Linked DNA regions of Sus scrofa: region 2 is linked to region 1. Evidence: chromatin contacts called from public promoter capture Hi-C data. All regions are on one chromosome and are shown on one strand. Each heading gives the region's core, a stretch centred on a gene start, on an enhancer-like site or on the middle of the called end of the contact. The rest is flanking DNA. Distances are from core to core; before and after follow the strand shown. Region 1 holds the start of SART1 (U4/U6.U5 tri-snRNP-associated protein 1). Region 2 holds the start of EHBP1L1 (EH domain-binding protein 1-like protein 1).

Region 1 (2,520 bases), core at 6-2,505:
AAACACCTCTCCAATGGGTCAACGACTCTCCATCCCGCTGCTGCTGCCCTGGTGCCAGCCATGGCCAGTCCTTACCTCCTCTATGGGTCTTGACTGCTCTTTACCCAGTTCTCAACACAGTGTTCTCTGTGATAACGTGAATACGACTAACTCGCTCCCCAGCTCGAATTCATGGCTCCCTATTACTTTTGAAACAAAGTTCAAAATTTTTTGTTTTTTGTTTTCTCAGGGCCACACCCTGGCATATGGAGGTTCCCAGGCTAAGGGTCGAATTGGAGCTACAGCTGCCGGCCTACACCACCGCCACAGCCACGCCAGATCCGAGTTGCACCTGTGACCTACACCACAGCTCAAGACAGTGCAGGATCCTTAACCCACTGAGCCAGGCCAGGGGTCGAACCCACAACCTCATGGTTCCTAGTCGGATTCGTTTCCGCTGCGCCAGGACGGGAACGCCAACAAAATTCAATTATCTTAACAGGCTTGCAGGAGCCTCTGTGTTCGGACCCCTGCCTCATGTCTCTGCTATGAGCTCTACATAACCTGCCCAATACCAGGTGTCCTCCTGCCTCTACACACGATGGTACCACTCCATGCGTTCACTCGACACATTTAGCGAGTGCCTGTGATGTGTCAGTTAAGGAAAACAGAGAAAATCTCCACCTTCACGGAGTTTAGCAGAGAAAGCCAACCCTTAATCCCAAATAATCAAAACAAGACCCTTCCAAATGCGCTGACGACGGGCCTGGGGATGGCTGGGCCTGTGGGCTTGGCTTCCATCCCCGAGGCCCTCCACCCTGAGACCCTCCCCATCGCCCCGCCCCCTGCCCAGGCCCCGCCCCTCACCGGCCTCGTAGCCTTCATCTCGCTTCTCCCGCTTCACGCGGCGCTCGGAGGGCTCTGTCTGGCTACGCTCCCGCCCGTGCGTGCTGCTGCGGGCCTCCGCTTCGGCCCCGCGCCGCCCGCTCCCGCGCTCGCTCCCACGCTCCCGGCTCCGCTTTCGTCGTTCGCCACCGCTGCTGCCGCCGCCGCTGCTCCGGTGCTTGTGTTTTTTGTGCTCCCGGTGCCGAGGCGGCTGCTCGGTGGCGCTCCCGGTGCTCGCTCCTGCCGTAGTCCCGGCCGCCTCCTTCTCCCCGCGGTGCTTCTTTGACGACCCCATGGTGGTAGGTCCACCCGAGCCCCGCCGCCGCCGCCGCCGCCGCCACCGCCGCCGCCGAGCCCCGACGGCGCAAAATGGGAACACTTCCGGGTCGGGCCCGGCTGCGCCGTCGCGTTGCCGGAAACCAAGAGCGGCTGCTTCCGTCCTTTGCCTCGGAGCTGCCCCAAAGGCTCATGGGAAGGCTGGGATCGGGCCCGACTGCGCATTCGCGGCCGGCACTGGCCGAGCGGCGGTCTTTGACATAGTGGTCGGATTGCGCGTGCGCTCAAGCTTGAGGGGCGCGTTCGAGTCCGGGGAAGACCGTATCCCAGAATTTGAAGGACCTAGGGCCCATCTAAGCCAGCATGGCCTCCCTGGCTTCCCTCCGCTTGCACACCCTCAGCCACGGGATGCTCACTGCAGCGCCCGCCGCTCCAGCAGAAGTCCTCCTAGTAGACTCCCTGGGGTCGTGGCCGATCAGGTGTAGGAGGACGGAGCACGTTCTGCTCCTGAGACCCTCAGCTCCACAACCCAGCCTCCTCCCAGCCCCCACAACTAATATTGTCTGCAAACGCTGCCTTCCCACGGTCCCTGAATTGGGTTTTTTTAACGTGCGCTTTGACTGCTACGGAGCTCGAGATGGGCCTTTGCATGCCTGTGAACCCCTGAAATCGAACGCAAAATTTAGCACATCGGGGTGTGTGTGTGTGTGTGTGTGTGTGTGTGTGTGTGTGTGTGTGTGTGTGAGAGAGAGAGAGAGAGAGCGCGCTCGCGGGAGCTGCTGCTGCTTTTTTTTTTTCCCTCTTGAGAGGAGCTCTAACTTGAAGTTGCTTGAAGCTAAAATCTCAGTTTACACAGGAATTCTCCTATGGCGCAGCGAGTTAAAGATCTAAAGATCCGGGACTGTCACTGGAGCGACTTGGGTCACTCCTGTGGCTTGGGTTCAATTCCTGACCCAGGAACTCTCGCATGCCACAGGCACAGCCAAATAAACAACAACAACAAAAACTCTGTTCACACAATCTCTCCATCCCTCCTGACACCCCTCACCTCCCAGTTGCCCCATCTGGAGGCCCATCTGTCTGTGATTATGCTCCCCTTTAAAGTTCCGCTTTCCTCCCCCCCAGAACTGGGAGTTCCCAAAGGCAGAAGCCATTCTGTCCTATTCACTCTTGACTTTCTAGGACCCAGCATTTCTAGGGCAAGTTGCCGCTGTTGCTCTTGGAGATGCCATGCTCACACCTCAGGAGCAGAGGCAGAGCTGTGCACAGGGAGGGGGCAGCCAGAACAGCCAGAGTTCCTCTGGGATGTGGGGAAAGCCTGCTGCAAACCCACCTGCCACCGCCAGCTCCCAACACGCAGCCCCTTCCCACCACCAGAAA
Region 2 (2,520 bases), core at 6-2,505, 310 kb after region 1:
TGCCCATCCCCTCTGACTCAGACACGCTGACACTGCCCAAACTCTCAGCCGGCTCTCCAGGACCATGCCCAGGGTCCCCCTGGCCTCATCAAGAATGCTGGGGCACAGGGCAGAAGCCATAGGCCAGAGTTCAAATCCCAGCTCTATGCCGTGTTATTCCAGCCTGCCTCTCTCCTTTCTGGGTCTTGCCGAATGGTATGAACCACCCTCAGGCCTAGTCAAGACCAGGGATGTGACAGCTGCCCAAGGGACCTCAGGCCTCCTGCTCCCTCCCCTCCCCTTAGACCCCCTGGTCCCTTCCTGTCCTTCCTCTTGGGAGCCTAAATTTAGCCCCGCCTGGCCCCGCGGGTGAGGCCCCCACAGCTGTGCCCTAATCCAGCCAAGGGAAGCTGACACCAGCAAGCACGTATATTTAGGGTGTGACGCAGGGGCCTGGGCAGCTGCGGGTGGGGGCATGGGAGATGCCCCTGGGCCCCGTGGCAGTCCGGGAAGGTCCTGCTGCCCCTCGCGTATCTCCCCTCACCTCACCACCTGGCCTTCCCCAGGCTCTCTGCTCCCCGACCCACAACCTCCCAGGCCCTCAGGCCCCTTTAAGCTGCTCCCCGCCTTCCTCCCTCCCCATCCTTCCCAGCGCTCAGTTTCCCCTTTTAAGGATATTGTGGAGACAGAGCCAGCCTCCCAGCGCCCACTGTGGTTCCAGGGGCGGGTGGTTCCTCTGGTTCAACAAATGGGCAGGGGGAGAGGGGAGCTGGTCTAAGGTCCCTGGAGTTTTCTGTCCCGGCCCCTCCACCCGCAGGCCTCAAAACTTGCTCCCTTGTCGGACGCCACCCTGAACCATCCCTCTGGCCGAAAACGTGAGGCCTCCCTTCCCCCAGCCGTGAGCGCGGCTGAGGGAAGTGTGGGCGCAGACAGGTTCTCAGGCCTCCACTCCCAAGGCTGCCCACACCCCCCAACAGTGGGGAGCCGGGAGGCTGCAAGGGCACCGCTCAGTGCTGGGGCACCAGGGCCCAGGCTGGGGGTCGGGGGCCTCTCTGGCCCCTGGGCTGGGGGCAGGGTTCTCCGAGAGGCGGATGGGGCCCCTGGCGGACTGGGGGGTCCCCCAGGCCTCCCTCCCACTCACCATTTCTTGGTGCACTCCACCACCAGCTCGTGGTAACAGGCCACAAACTGGAACTTGGCGGCCCGCTTGCCCACGCGCTGCAAGCGCTTCCACACGGAGGTCATGGCCCCACAGCCCCCGCCGCCCGCTCCTCAGATCCCGGGCTCCCGCCGGCCCGCGACCGCTGGCCCGGCCCAGGTCCCCATGGCCTCCCAGGCTCCCGTCGGCGCCGCCCGCCCCGTCTGTGGGGACGGATCGGAGGCGCGGGCCGGGGGCCGCTCTCCCCGCCGCCGCCGGTGCCCGCCGGGGGGTCTGGCTGCGTCAGCGGGGTCGTCTGGGGCGCGTCGGGTCGCTGGAGCGCAGAGCGGCGAGCGCGCCGTTTCCTGGAGCCGCACCCCCGTCGGAAGGCCAGGCGGGCGGGGCTCCGGGGGGGCGGGCGCGGGGGGCGGGGCGGCCCGGCTTCCGGGGCCTCGCGCGGCGGGCGCGTGGGGGCGGCGCGTGGCGGGGGGTGGGGGCGCGAGGGGGCGGCCTGGACCGCAGCGCCTCCGGCCCGCGCGCCGACGAGGTGTGGAGGCGCGCGCGGGCCGGGGCAGGAGGCCACCCGCAACCGGTGCCGCCCTCGCCAGCGCTGCCCCGGCCGCCTCCCTTCCTGCCCGCAGCGCGGCGAGGTGCTCAGTGGTGGCCCGGTTTCGCAGGCCGGGGAAAGAGACCCAGAAAGGAGAAGAGACTTGAAGGGTGCCAGTGGGCCGGGCCAGAGCCCACTGGCCTCAGCGCTGGGGAGGCCGGCTCCTGCTGCCACCGCGTCTTAACCGGAGCAGGAAGGAGCAGAGGCAGGGGCCGGCCCGGGCGCCCTACCTGTGGGCAGCACCCACTGGCCAGGCTCAGGACCTGCGTCTTCAGCTGTCAAGTGGGAAGGTGTCCCACCGTCCGCACACGGCTGACTTCCAAGTGTGTGACCTTGGGCAAAGGACGAGCACCCGGGGCCTCAGTTTTTACCTCTGTTCAACAGGGATAATTATAGTTTCTCGCTTCACATCATTGAGAACCAAACCTTGGGAAGCATTTTGTGTGGAGCCCGACTGATGTTGCCAGGTCTTATTAAACGAAATCCGTTATCACTGTCGGAAAGAGTGTGTGTTTACCCTCCCTCCCCTGGGGCGTTAACCGCTCTGTTCACACCTAGATTAGAGCCCTTATCACCTGCGCAGCTGCCCGTAGGGTAATGAGCCGTGGCAGGTGTCTGGCCCAGAGTTAGATCTGCCACAGGGATCTAACACCAGCCTGTTCCCTGTGCCGGTGCGAATGTTCTGCGAGGTTCGTGAATGGACAGAAACCCGGTTCTTGATCAATACTAGGTTTCAGCAGGAAGTCTGGTCTGCCAGAAGTGCCAGCTGACTGTGTCCAGGAGACAAGTGACTGTG

What was found. Promoter capture Hi-C pulls out the DNA fragments that hold promoters and counts their contacts.
Region 2: a promoter capture Hi-C map of fetal liver shows a contact between it and region 1, with 2.4 times the contacts expected there. The contact joins the promoter of EHBP1L1 here to the promoter of SART1 in region 1. A contact is called at or near these places in 1 of 5 promoter capture datasets (fetal liver) and 1 of 2 datasets of contacts at active chromatin or transcription factors (alveolar macrophages).

What each region holds. Positions count from the first base shown.
Region 1 is chr2:6,372,087-6,374,606 of Sscrofa11.1, forward strand. It overlaps SART1 (U4/U6.U5 tri-snRNP-associated protein 1), which reads right to left and starts at 1,256. Exons shown (of 20, transcript XM_003122517.6): 1 at 847-1,256. The coding sequence starts at 1,159.
Region 2 is chr2:6,677,466-6,679,985 of Sscrofa11.1, forward strand. EHBP1L1 (EH domain-binding protein 1-like protein 1) reads right to left here and starts at 1,256. Exons shown (of 18, transcript XM_021082847.1): 1 at 1,121-1,256. The coding sequence starts at 1,224.